5 separate regions of the Mus musculus genome follow, and all the other regions are linked to region 1. Evidence: chromatin contacts called from public Micro-C and promoter capture Hi-C data. All regions are on one chromosome and are shown on one strand. Each heading gives the region's core, a stretch centred on a gene start, on an enhancer-like site or on the middle of the called end of the contact. The rest is flanking DNA. Distances are from core to core; before and after follow the strand shown. Region 1 holds the start of Cradd (CASP2 and RIPK1 domain containing adaptor with death domain). Region 2 has its middle 21 kb from the start of Gm32827. Region 3 holds the start of Tmcc3 (transmembrane and coiled coil domains 3). Region 4 holds the start of Cep83 (centrosomal protein 83). Region 5 overlaps Gm33377 (a long non-coding RNA gene).

Region 1 (2,510 bases), core at 5-2,504:
TACAATTGACTTTCCTGCTTCTCTAGACTGCAATGATTTGAAATGCTAAAAAGAATTCCTACCACTTACATAAAAACACTGTCAGTAAGACAGCTAGTGCCTGCATAGAAACCCTGGAGTATATTAGCATTGTAAGTTTGCACATACAGTTGAAAGGTGTTGAGGAAGGAGATTTATAAGTGTCTACTGATATGTTTATAGATATTTTATTTTCAACTGGAGGTACTGGTAGAAATATTCTTTTTCTATTGTCAAAAAATTTTTTTAGCACACACATCCTTTTTGTTACATGTCACCCAACTAATTAATGAGTTTATTAATTGTTTTATTTTATGAAGTAATTTGTGCATGTAGGTGTATATTACTGGGAGTTGAACTCAGGGCTTAACTGCTAGATTAACTTTTGACTAGCTTATTATAGTCAGGCTCTCATGGAGTTTTTTCTGTTAAGATTCAACAATTCATTTACTCTTTCACTTAGATAACGTAGATCACCTGTTCTCAACCTGTGGCTCTGTAACAACCCTTTCACAGTGGCAGTGTAAGACTTATCAGAAAACACAGATGTTTACACTAGGATTTATAACATAGCAAAATTAGTTATGAAGTAGCAACAAAAATAATTTTATGGTTGGGGGACACCATATTACAAGGTCAAAGCATTAGGAAGATTGAGAACTACTGCCTTAGAGTTTTTAAACCACTCTCTCTCTTTTTTAATGTAGGAGAGTGTGCCTCTTTTCCCACAGCAAACATGGCGGAACAAACTTCAACCTGACGTCTTGCGCCCTCAACAAAGATGGCTACAGCACTTCCTGCTCTTGCCTTTAACAAAGATGGTCGCAATACTTCCTGTCTAGGACTTTTGCCCTCAACAAAGATGGTCTTTATGGTACAGGTTCCCTAGCAGTCTGGATTCCGGTTGTAGTTTTAGTTATTCTTTTTTTTTTTTTTTTTAAACGGTACGTGGTCGCAGACGTAAGTAAGATGACTCCATCTTCTCTCGCTGTCCCCGCGCCGTGGCGACATCGCCCCTGCGCGGCTCTCCCGGGGGCTGGACCGGGGTTCGGGTGGCGGTGCCGGGGGTCGGTTTCCTCCGAGAGGACAGTCTGCGGCTTCATTTACCGTGAAAATCGTCGGTAGCTCTAACTGTGCCACAACCACGGCTTTCAGCTGCCGAGACAGGGAACTTTTTACAAGTTCCAAATGGAAACACGCTGCCAAAACAAAACAAAACAAAACGGTCACCCACGCCCTCCTCACCTGCCACCTCCCGATTTGGCGGAAGATCGCGAGCAAGGCTGGGATCCGACGTCCCGCTTGTGTGGGCTGAGGGTGGCAGAAGCCCCGCCCGCCACCCTTGCTCCCCTTGCCTTCATTGCCACCGCAAGCCACCCCGCAGCACACTAGCGACCTGAGCTCATTCAGTGTCCCATGCATGCGTGCTCACGGCCCTACTGCGACCCACATTCCGAATTCTTGTGAGGCTTATCGGTAAAGGCACACAAACACTCATTTTCTTGAGGGTGCTTGTCCTTTCTTTGAATGCTCTATAAACTTCTTTCCTCCGGACTGTCTTCTATTGCTGGTCAGGGTCTATAAATAAATGTCCCTGGTGCTTTTTAGCAGTTTCTAAAGCGTGGGTGCTGGACTAACTCTGGCAAAGCAATATTGAAATCCACTATTTTCTAGCATTTAATTTTATATAATAATATAAATAGATTAATAAATCTGTAATCCTTAGGGATTGCATTTTAAGTAAGGGATCAGATCTGTTTTCTGTTGGCTCTCTTACTGCACAAGGAATTGAAATAGGGCCCCATTATCGTGAGAAGCAGAGGTAGAAACATCCATAATGAGTGTCGTTCATTATGCCGGGAAGTGTTTGAAATATCCGTGGTTTGGCTTAACAGCCGCTTAGGAAACACCGTGGCTCAGCAGCCTCTTAAGATATAAAGACCTGACTGATTTTTGAGGTGCTCATTAATGAGTTTGCAGCAATACACTGACTTTGGGGGGGGGGGTGTCCATCAGCATTCCTGAAACCTAGGTGCTCATTTTGGCTCTTTCCAGGAAGAAATGGAAGCCAGAGACAAGCAGGTACTCCGCTCCCTGCGTCTGGAGCTGGGTGCCGAGGTACTGGTGGAAGGACTGGTTCTTCAGTACCTTTACCAGGAAGGAATTTTGACAGAAAACCACATTCAAGAAATCAAAGCTCAAACCACAGGCCTCCGGAAGACAATGCTGTTGCTGGACATCCTGCCTTCCAGGGGCCCCAAAGCTTTTGACACCTTCCTCGATTCCCTCCAGGAATTTCCCTGGGTAAGAGAGAAGCTGGAGAAGGCGAGAGAGGAAGTCACAGCCGAGCTGCCTACAGGTAGGCCCCAAAGAGATCCCCTCAAAACAGCTCTGGAAGTGTTGCAACCATGCCCAGTGGATTGGAATTTGGTCTTTTAGGAGGGACCAGGGCCACGAGCATGGGCAACGGTTTGGATGCAGAGGGCATGGCG
Region 2 (2,510 bases), core at 4-2,503, 920 kb after region 1:
AGCCAAGAAATATGGTACTAGCAATGCAGGGAGGAAAGGCAGAGAAAAGCCAGAGGAGGTCGCCCCTAGTCTCTACCCAGAACCAAGTGATTCCAAGTTGTAGACCTTTCAAGAACCGCCTGTAGCACAAACATTACCTCAATATTTTATCAGATAAACTTACTTGATTTTGCCTTATTTAGCCATTCATTTGTTTGTTTTGTAAAGACAGGGTTTCTCTGTCTAGCCCTGGCTGTTCTGGAACTCACTCTGTAGTCCAGGCTGGCCTTGAACACAGGGATTTACCTGCCTCTGTCTCTTGAGCGTTGGGATCAAAGGTGTGCGCCACCAAGCCCAGCTATTTGGGTTTTATTTTAAATTGAAGGCTGGGATCACTTCCCTGAGGGAAAACATCAGTATTTCTTGCCACGAATAAAGGACATGAAACATGAAAATCAAATTACTACATTCTGCCTAGTGTTGCTTGCTGAAGACCAACCAGTGTCTGTCTGTCTGTCTGTCTGTCTGTCTGTCTTTCTCTCTCCCCGTATCTCTGTGTGTGTGTTTCCTTCCTTTCTTCTATTTCTATCTATCCTCTATCTGTATCCATCTATATCATTATCTATCTATCTATCTATCTATCTATCTATCTATCTATCTAACTAACTATCAACCTACCTACCATTCATCTATCTCTCTTTTTAGCCTGGCAGGTGTTATAGCCATTGTCCCAAACAAGTTTTTCTCTTTGACAAAATCAGAAGAATTAAAAGTAAATGGAAAATAAGTTCCTTCCATACAAGTTGGTACAGTTATTATCAAGATCTGAAGGCAGGTCCACCTGCAACCATTTCTGACAGCTCAGTTCGGAGCAACACACTCAGAAACATTGTAGCAGCGGAAGCCATAGGATTCAGCATGCTTATTGGTGCCTACTGTATCTGGTGCCACACAGAAAATAGAATAAAGCAATGGGCTCCATGGTTACTGCTGAGACACAGAGTAAATAAATAGTCACACAAATTTTGATTGTGTTTTGTCTTTGTATGTGCACACACATATGAAGTATATGTATGTGCATAAGTACATGTCTCTATCCACACAGATCCACACATGTATGTACACATTTGGTAAGTGCTATAAAGGAAAGCACAAAATGTTACGGTCACTGGCAAGTAGGAACTTCCTTAGAGAAGGGGTCGGGAAAACACTGTGTGTGGCTATGATAATCTGGCTGGGACCTGAAGGAAGTGTGTGACTCAGCAGGTTCAAAGGTCAAAGGGGAAGTCAGGACTCTGGCAGGGTTACACACAGAGTGTTCCAAGCAGAGCTAGCTACAGGGTGCAGAAGGGGTTGGCCCCTTTAAGATACTGAAGGATGAATATCTGGCAACTGAGTCAGAGGCGGGCAAGAGACACACTGCCTCTCCACACACATAGTCCTTTACATTGGTTCCTAGAAGTGTTTCCTTAAAGAGAAACCCATCTTTTGTTTATCTTCACAAACAGTATCAGTTCAATCCCTTGCTATCATGCAGAGCGAGCGTTCCATCCCTCCAGCATAAGACAGCCCTTAAGCAACTGTGGAGCGATGAAGCAGCTGTCCCGTGCACTGGACCCTGATACACACCCCTCTTTGAAGGACAGGAGACCCTCTGGTGCCGGTTTCTGTTAGGGAGTTAGAATTACTCTCTCCTCATCTAATCTGAACTTTGAGTCTTGGTTGCTTTTTTATTTATTTCTTAGTTTCCTCTTGTTTCTCCACTTCAGCTGTCTCTCTGGACAACGCCCAGGTAACTTATGCTTGTTCAGGCCTGAGTTCTGTGAGAGTTAAGAAACTGCAAATCTATGCCACCAATAATATTTATTTCTTCTTGTGTGTCTGTTTCTTGTACTTGGACAGCAAACTCCCTTGGCAAGGGTCAGCTTGGGACTTTTTGCAAAAAGATTCAGCTTACAAGGAAGGCAACGGACTTCCAGTTCATACAGGTAGGAAAAAAAATACAGTATTTGCTATGGAAACCAATCTTGCATTTGTTTGGAAGAGACATGGGGACATCACCTCTCTGTGAGATGCAAGAAACCTGCTCAGGAGTCCTTCAGCTACAGGCTCAGATTCCCCTGCAGGAGGTGGGCTTGCAGGATGCCCTGTGTGCTGGGAAGGCTCCGTTAGGTGGAACTCAGTCTCTGAAAAGAGAGGTGAGTGGAGAAGGCTTCACAGGATGGGGACTTCTATGAGTAGAGTAAGTGCCCCTCTCTAAATGACGACTGGAAAGGAAGTGGCCTTTGGGGACATGTGTCTCTGCCTCCCCATCTCCTTGGAAGAGAGCAGGGGTTCATCAGGAATATTTCTAGGGTTTCTTACAGCTCTCATTGCAAACGTAACAGGAGAGGGGGTTAGCTTCCCGATCACCCCCCCCCCCCCAATGTTTTCTCCTCCCCGGGTCTTTCTCCTCTGAAGCTGCCATATTGTTTGTTATGCCTCTGGCAGAGGTGACCTGAAGACAGTAGATGAAGAGCAGAGAAGCTGAT
Region 3 (2,510 bases), core at 4-2,503, 810 kb after region 1:
ATTTGTGGGTTTTTTTTTTTTAATCATTTTTCCTAAATTGATTAAGAGGCGCTAAAGTGAAAAGAGAAATGAGGTAAACATGCCACTTCTGGGAGAATCGACTACTGTTTCAAATTGTGACTGCATACCCACATTATATATAAGGGACCCCTGCATATGCCTATCACTTATGGCCGCAACTTGATCTTAGAGGTGGAAGGGTAGAAACTCTGCCCGGTCTATCTCTACGAACTTTATACAAGAAAGCCGACATCGAATCCCCAGTTCCTCGGACAAGCCAGAAGTTGGGAGGCTCAGAGAACAACTCCAGGTGCCGCCTGCCAGAGTGGAGGAGGTGCTGTTTCAAATGGCACTTTAGTCCGTCAAAAGAAGGGATGGGGGGGGGGGTGTCACATCCTTGCTGGACACTTGAGCTTCCCAAAAGGGAAAGTGTTCCTCAGGAGGGGCCCAGAGCTGGGGCTGTGGCCTCCGTCTTTATAGTGAAGCCCTCCATGGCCGGTCTCCACAGCTTGCTCAGAAGAGCTATTTTCGCTCACAGCCAAAATCAGCAACAGCAAATTAGGCTGCAAACCGTGGCGAAGGCACCCGCTCTGCACGGCTCCCAACTCCGGAGCGTCCATGCCGAGATCGACTTTTGACCTGGGCAGCGCGTCCCGGGCGTACAGTGCAGGGGACTCAGCTGCCAGGCAGGGGACGCAGCAGCAATGCAGAGCCCTGCAGGTGGCTGTGCCGGGAGGGAGCCAGACCCTGGGAGTCCCGGGGACCCGGCAGGCAGCGTGCGCTCTCTGGCGGGGAGGAGAGCCCGGCGACACCGTCGTGGAATAGGACTGGCTAGCCTCCGATTCCAGCGGTGGCCCAGCGTCCCCGGGCCGCAGGTTTTCCCCGGACCTTCCCGGCCGGGAGAGGCCGGCGTTGGGTTCTACGGTGCTGAGCCTCCGAGCCGACCCGGCCCGCGCCCTCCCCACGCAGACTCGCACCCCCGCGCCGCCCTGCGCGCGCCCTCACCCGGCTCTTGCAGCGGTGGTGCCGGCCGGGGTCTGAGTAGGTCCGGTCCACGGTGAGCGCCGTGTCGCTGCCCGGCATGTCTGCGCTTAGACTGACAACTTTGCGTCCTCCGGGGCTGCCGCTCCACTCGGCGCCGGGTGGCAGCTGCTCGCCGTGCTCCGCTCACCCTCGCCCCGGAGCCGCGGCCGAGGGGGTGGCGCGGGCCGCTGCAGCTGCTGCCGACACCCCGCGGCCCTGCGCCGCCGCCCGGGTGGGGAGGCGGGCGACAGTCTCCGCCCCTTTCCCCGCTCCCCGCCCCTGCGCCCGCGCGGCGCCTAGACCCGCTCCAGGTGCCGGGCTCAGCTGCCCTCCCTGCCTGCGAACGGGGCCCACGCGCTCCCACGCCTCTCCCGGCTCAGATGAGCGACGCTGGCACAGGTTATGGACCCACTTGAGTGTGATAAAAAAGACGGGTTTGAGCACACAGGAGGTTGCCGGATGCCTTAATGAAATATATATACATATTTCACTCAACAGGCACACTTACTTGCTGGACAGCTTTCCTGGACCTGGACAGTGGGCTAAGGATTCCAGGACGGAGGGGCATTTTCCCATCTAGTATTCCACGGAGCGGCACTCCCACTGTGTTGTGTATCTTAATTGTGCTTGTGTGACTCACTGTGTTGTAAGCTACTTTGAAACCGGGACATCTTTCCACTTGAGCGTTCTCTAGTCCCAGCGAGTGCTCCCTGCCCACAAGGAATTTGGAATCTGAAGAGAAAAAGTACTGATTGGTAATCAATGCGGTATCGGTTGCCTAACCCCCAAATTAACTACACAAGGTCCAGTGGTTTCGTGAGACGTGCCCCTGAGACCGGATTGGCAGGTTTTAAATCACTGATCCTAACAGGCTCAGAGTGCAGTGTGATCTGCCTACAGGGAGGGGAGGAGGTGTTTATCCCCCTAGCTGGCTGAGAGAAAACAGGTCTGTGCGTTGGGTGGGGGTGGGGGAGGGGACCCTCAAGGTGTCGGTTTAGTGGGTGTCTTCAGGCAAAAAGGGATCAGGTAGAAGAACGGAGAGTCGGGGGTAGGGGGTGGGGGGAATGTACTTTCAACATTAAGTTCAGCTTTGTTCTGTGGGTGTTTGGCAAGCTGCTGGGCTCCCTGAACCAGAAGTTGACAAGATCAGGATGGAAGTCTAAGACATCTATCTGATAGTCCTGTGAGAGGCATTGATGAAAGATAAAGAACTCTCGATAGGAGGCCTTTTCAAAGACTGAGGACAACCTGACCTATGTGTCATTCACTCACAAGGAGACCAGGGAACCAAGCATGTCGACTTAGTGGAGTATTAGACAAGTGTAGCAGTTGCGATGGCCCTCTGTGGAGTCATTTCTAGCATGTATAGTTAAGTGAAGAAAAGCAAGGTGCTGGAGAATATAGTGTTCTACCATTTATTGAAAGTGCAATGTGTATCATATCTATATAGAGAAATATAGATACATATACATACATACATATACATA
Region 4 (2,510 bases), core at 8-2,507, 630 kb after region 1:
TATTAAATACAGATTGCATACTTTATCTCATTAGAAAAGAAATACTCAAAGAGAAATACCCAGCATACTCCGGAATATGTAACAACCAAAAAGAACTCAAATCCATTTACAACTCTCCATAGTCTTGTGTGACAACAAAAACAATCAAAGTGTTCTAATAATTCTAGATAAAATTTATTTGAAATCTGACTACAAAAGGCAACAAATGTAGCCACCTATAAACTAAAAGCATAAATCTGAAGAGCTCCAACTCGCTCCAAACTCAGATTAACAGGCCACATTTACTTATGTTCTAGTTGAATATTAGACTTGTTTACGGTGATGTTGCTTGGTAACAGAAGCACGGCTTTAACAACCTACTCGGTACTTTAAATCTCAGTTTAGTACTTTATACTAACAGCCTGAACATATTATGAATTCACTACATATTTAAAAAAAAATCATCAGAACAAATTTAGCCTGATCCTCAACATGTTCGAGAAGAAAGTGGTCTGATAATTAGAAGGTAAGCAAAGACTTAAAGACACTTAAATGCCCTCTAGGGCATTTTTAAAAAGCCAAGAGTCTTTTTATCATAGTCAGAAACTGGACTAAGAACTTGCCAAAGTACCAAGCCCAAAATACACTTCCCACAGTTCAGACCTTACCTCAGCAACATCCGCAAACCTCACTGCTATGACTACCTTTAAGGACAAGGAAAATGATGACAGCGTGGCTTTTCCCCCACCAATTAACCTAGAGGTGCTTTACACTAACCCCATGACTCCGCTGGCTACCGTGCCGCAGTGCACCAAAGAGCCCCGAAAGGAGTTTCACGTGCTTTAAAAAAGAAAAAGAAAAGAAAAACCTTGCATCCAGAACTCATCTCAGGGCCTGCCTTCCTAACACCGGCTAACACTGCTTCACCAGGAAACAAAACCCGGGTCCAAGGGCGGGCGCGGAGTGCCGCAGGCTTCCAAGCAGACGCCCAGCACGCCTAAAAAGAAGAGAGGTGACTTACCAAACTCACACACGGTCCCCGCTGCTCGCCCCAGCACAGCAGCCGCGCTCGCCACCGGGAGCCCCCGGCACAGCTCCAACCACCGCCACCCACTCCGCTCTGCTCTCCCAGGCATTGGGGCCGAGGGCTCGGGACGGTCCCACCGGCTGGGGTGTGGGGCCCGGAGCGGTCCAAGCGGCCGCTGCCGCCGCGGGGCTGGAGGCGAACCGAGGAGCCGGACGGTCCGCGAGGGCACCCACGCCTCGGGAAAGGTTGAGGTAGCCCGGGAAACTCGGAGGGCTGAGAGGGCGGCGGCTGCAAGGCCGGCTCCTCCTCCGCGGCCCGCCCTCCTCGGCCGACACGCCGCCCCCTCAGCCCGCCGTCCGCCACTCCCGAGCGGACCGCGCGCGTCCCGAGCCCCGGCGAGGCGCGAGGCAGGAAGTCCCGCCTCCCCGTCCTACGTCATCAGCACCGCGCGCCGCCCAAGGTCCGAGCCGTTGGTGAGAGGAGCGGGCTGACGGTTACGCGGGTAGCTGTTGCCGCTGTGGGGGAAAAAAAAAAGTGAGGATGCCACTCTGGGACGTCCCTGTGGGCCGCACCGAAGCCCGCGAGCCCGGGGAACGGCAGATGTCACCTCACGCCCGACTCCCGGTGGGCTGAGGGACTCTGTGCCCTTGTCACACTTCCTTCTCGGAGGGCTTGGACGGTGCTCTTCGCCGCCACCTCTGTTCCCGCCCGCCTTGTCATCGTGCCTGCTGGGCGGATTTTCCGGGCTCTGGCACCCAGTCAGCCTGTGAGTGCGGAGTCGCCCCCAGCTTGCCACCAGGGAAGTCAGGTCAGGACCTCCTTCCTGCCCCAGGCCCATCCTGTAGGCCCGCCTGCTCTTAGGGGTAATATAACAGGGTGGGCTCCTGGTCTCCAGGCTGCAAACTAAATTGACACTTGGTGACAGCTTTGATAATATTTGTGACCTAAAAGCTAAGGTAAATTAGGCTTTTCGCGTTTCAGGGTGGGCGATGGGAGAAACATGCATCCCGTCTATACCCATGCTTGCTGAGTGCCTCCATACTGTGGCCTTGGATCGCCACAGTGCATTATGAAGCACAGCTTATCTTCACCTCTCATGAACATGCAGGAGATGACTAGATCCGGGCTCTGGGTAGAGTGGTAACTGAGCTGTCACCATTTTTTCTAGAAATGAGGGTGCATACTATTATGGGTAGGTTATATAAAGGAGGTATGTGGGAGACACATTCACGATCAGAATAGAGAAAGCAGAAGTCCTGTGTGTGTGAGAGACATTGACAGTAACAATTTGCTGAACAGTCCTATATCAAGTGCCGCAGCATTTTTATAGATTATCTTAATCCCTAGTTCTGTAAATTCAATTAGGCGTTACGGATTCCCCAGATCCTGAAATCAAATCAAATCATTTGTAACCAGTGGAAATATCCGTTAAAAAAATAAAATAAATTAAATAAAATAGAATCACTGGAAAGTGAGGAGAAGACTGGAGAGATGACTAACAACT
Region 5 (2,510 bases), core at 7-2,506, 560 kb before region 1:
ATGGTGTGTTCTAACATTGTTATTAAACTATGCTCCTTTATACTCTTTATTTTGTGGCCCACTACCTATTGGGATCTGTCATAATATCATATTATAATATATGTATGTATGTATGTATGTATATAGAGAGTAAATATACATAGTATATAATAGATATACATAATATACATAGTATATAATATATATAATATATAGTACATAATAATATAGTACATATACATAATATATACGTATAATATATAGTACATAATAATATAGTACATATACATAATGTATACATATATAATATATAGTATATATAGTACATATACATAATATATGTAGTATAGGTAATATATATAGGCCTATAACAATTATAGGCATACCACTGTTCTCCCAGCCTTACTCTTTATTGAACATGTAAAAAAAAAAAAAAAAAAAAAGAACAAGCCTTATTCTGCATACATTGTCTTCCTGTTCAACTCTTGGCCTCTTGTAGTCACCAGTTACCTCTCTGTATGCAGATTGTGGTAATAATAATAATGTTAATAATAAATTCTATGTTTTTATACAGTACATACAAATGATTGTGAATATGATGTAGAATAATTTGGTCAATTATCATGGTTTTCAGCTCTAATATGTACTTTTTCTTTCTAGTGAAAAATATCTGACTTTTACATTTACCTAACAATGTGTTTATTTATCCACTTGCTTACTAATTGATTTTTGAGACAGGGTCTCATGCTGGCCACAACCTTGTCAAACTTGCTGCGTACATAACCGAGGCTGGCCTTGAAATTCCAGCCTTCCTGTTTCCACAAGTGCTGGGATTATAGGTGTATTAGTCAGAGCTCTCTAGAGGAACGGAATGGATGGAATGAGTGCATACCACAGAGATTTACTAGATCAGCTTACACTGTAGGAACTGGGTAGCAAGACAACAGCCATGCATAGATCCAAGAGGCTAACAACTGATAGCTGTTGAGTCAAAGAAGCTGAGGTTCCAGCAACCCTCTATGTGGTGATGAAAGCCTGGAGGATTCTGTCCATGTTGGAAGACTGGATGAGCTGGGCTTTGATGGAGTAGATAGAAGCCCCAGTGAGGAGAGAGGCCACCAAGCAAAAGCGATATCCTTTCCCCCTTCTCCTTTCTATCTGTCCTGCCACAGAAGGTGTTGCCCGCTGGGTGGGGGCGGGGTGGTGCATGCCTCCTCTCTCACTGTATCCTTCCAGGAAATAGCCTCACACCCACCCAGAATTGTGACTTTCAATTGATCCCAGATCCTACTGCGTTGACAACCAAGATAAACCATTACAATGGGTGCAATAGTGTTCTCAAAACCTTACTCTGCAAAGAACACATAAAGACAAAGAACAAGCCTTATTCTGCATGTTTAACTGTTGTCTCTCCTTAAACTCTTAACCACATATATGCAGATTGTGCTAATTCCCGCATATTCTGTCTTTGTGTGCCTTGCTTCCTTTATGTAGTAAAACCCTCTCCAGGTCCATCCAAGTTGTCACAAATGACAACTTGGAATTTCTTTCTGAGGTTTTGCCGCAGGACCTTTCAGAGGCTGTGCTTGTCAACCAGTTCTCTCCTCGCCCAGTTTCTTGTCTTTCTTCATCATTACATCTTCCTCAACCATTCTGAGTCTTGACTAAAACTATCACAGCTCAGCTGATATTTGATCAGCTGTTTGCTAAAGCCCCACATTTGATGTCTACTACTTTCCCTAGCAAGAAATTCACTGATTTTCCAGAATAAAATGTGTGTCTTGACATGGGTGGTTTTACTGATTACAAAATAGGTCCCAATTTTTTTTCTTTTATCCATATGCTTGTGTATGAGGTATTGATCCATTACCCAGAATGGCTTTACCTGGTTATGGAGAGTCCAATATCAGTCTTTAAGGGAAAAAAAGAGATTTAAAAAAACCCCACCAATTTATTCACCAAACTATTCAAAAGAAGATAAGTTTATGATCTAACACAACAAGAAATCTGTGCTGTGGTGGACTCAGGTGGGCATTTTTATTCCATAGCTCAATCTTATTATCAAAAACTTATCTCTTTTCCTAACTTTTGCTCTGCTGTCTTTACCACGGTAACCATGTCCTGGGGGGGGGGGGGGGGTCTAAGAATCATGCCCAAGTTAAAAGTGCTGCTTTTTCTAGTGAGTCTTTGTTTGTTTGTTTTAAGACTTGGTCTTCCTCCAGCCCTGGCTGTCCTGGAACACATTCTAAAGACCAAACTGCCCTCGAACTCACAGACATCCACCTGCCTCTGCCTCCTGAGTACTAGGATCAAAAGTGAGCACTACTACACATAGCTAAGTCTCTTAGGAGTGTAGAAACCTTTTCAGAAGCCAACACACACACACGCACACGCGCACACGCGCACATTTTATGTCAAAAAACCCCAAAACCAGGCTGGAGATACAGCACAGTAGTAGAAGAACATTTGCCCTGAGTTCCAGCTCTGGTGTCAGAAAAATAGCGTTCCAAACAAATCTACACTCTCCTACC

Evidence for each region. Promoter capture Hi-C pulls out the DNA fragments that hold promoters and counts their contacts. Hi-C and Micro-C count contacts between places; a contact is called where the count stands out from the background.
Region 2: a promoter capture Hi-C map of liver shows a contact between it and region 1, with 2.8 times the contacts expected there. The contact joins the enhancer-like site here to the promoter of Cradd in region 1. A contact is called at or near these places in 6 of 39 promoter capture datasets (the 3T3-L1 cell line, the SN4741 cell line, hippocampal neurons and 2 more) and 1 of 9 other capture datasets (adipose tissue).
Region 3: a contact with region 1 is called in a promoter capture Hi-C map of liver, with 2.7 times the contacts expected there. The contact joins the promoter of Tmcc3 here to the promoter of Cradd in region 1. A contact is called at or near these places in 1 of 39 promoter capture datasets (liver), 1 of 484 Hi-C or Micro-C datasets (the G1E-ER4 cell line) and 1 of 115 datasets of contacts at active chromatin or transcription factors (trophoblast stem cells).
Region 4: a Micro-C map of embryonic stem cells shows a contact between it and region 1, with 4 times the contacts expected there. The contact joins the promoter of Cep83 here to the promoter of Cradd in region 1. A contact is called at or near these places in 4 of 39 promoter capture datasets (the C10 cell line, the HPC-7 cell line, liver and 1 more), 3 of 484 Hi-C or Micro-C datasets (B cells, CD4 T cells and embryonic stem cells), 4 of 115 datasets of contacts at active chromatin or transcription factors (the 230-238 cell line, acute myeloid leukemia, astrocytes and 1 more) and 2 of 9 other capture datasets (adipose tissue and liver).
Region 5: a Micro-C map of embryonic stem cells shows a contact between it and region 1, with 2.3 times the contacts expected there. The contact joins the enhancer-like site here to the promoter of Cradd in region 1. A contact is called at or near these places in 2 of 39 promoter capture datasets (neural stem cells and neutrophils), 2 of 484 Hi-C or Micro-C datasets (both in embryonic stem cells) and 4 of 115 datasets of contacts at active chromatin or transcription factors (bone marrow-derived macrophages, embryonic stem cells, microglia and 1 more).

The regions. Positions count from the first base shown.
Region 1 is chr10:95,322,453-95,324,962 of GRCm38.p6, reverse strand. It overlaps Cradd (CASP2 and RIPK1 domain containing adaptor with death domain), which reads left to right and starts at 1,254. Exons shown (of 3, transcript NM_001330138.1): 1 at 1,254-1,494; 2 at 2,074-2,377. The coding sequence starts at 2,080.
Region 2 is chr10:94,404,389-94,406,898 of GRCm38.p6, reverse strand. It overlaps a transcript of Tmcc3 not described here. Among named protein-coding and RNA genes, the nearest start is that of Gm32827, 21 kb to the left of the region's middle. Within about 2 kb of position 1,253, at least 15 of the 459 cell types and tissues checked have an H3K27ac peak or open chromatin away from gene starts, as enhancers often do. A contact at or near this core is called in adipose tissue and liver, where this site is marked.
Region 3 is chr10:94,513,600-94,516,109 of GRCm38.p6, reverse strand. Tmcc3 (transmembrane and coiled coil domains 3) reads right to left here and starts at 1,253. Exons shown (of 4, transcript NM_172051.3): 1 at 1,006-1,253. The coding sequence starts at 1,083. It overlaps Gm40743 (a long non-coding RNA gene), which reads left to right and starts at 1,231. Exons shown (of 3, transcript XR_871960.2): 1 at 1,231-1,422; 2 at 1,522-1,778.
Region 4 is chr10:94,687,537-94,690,046 of GRCm38.p6, reverse strand. It overlaps Cep83 (centrosomal protein 83), which reads right to left and starts at 1,257. Exons shown (of 16, transcript NM_029852.2): 1 at 1,001-1,257. Cep83os (centrosomal protein 83, opposite strand) reads left to right here and starts at 1,434. Exons shown (of 3, transcript NR_015524.1): 1 at 1,434-1,814.
Region 5 is chr10:95,882,672-95,885,181 of GRCm38.p6, reverse strand. All of the region lies in intron 3 of Gm33377 (a long non-coding RNA gene), which reads right to left. Among named protein-coding and RNA genes, the nearest start is that of Gm24433, 15 kb to the left of the region's middle. Within about 2 kb of position 1,256, at least 35 of the 459 cell types and tissues checked have an H3K27ac peak or open chromatin away from gene starts, as enhancers often do. A contact at or near this core is called in embryonic stem cells and pancreatic cancer cells, where this site is marked.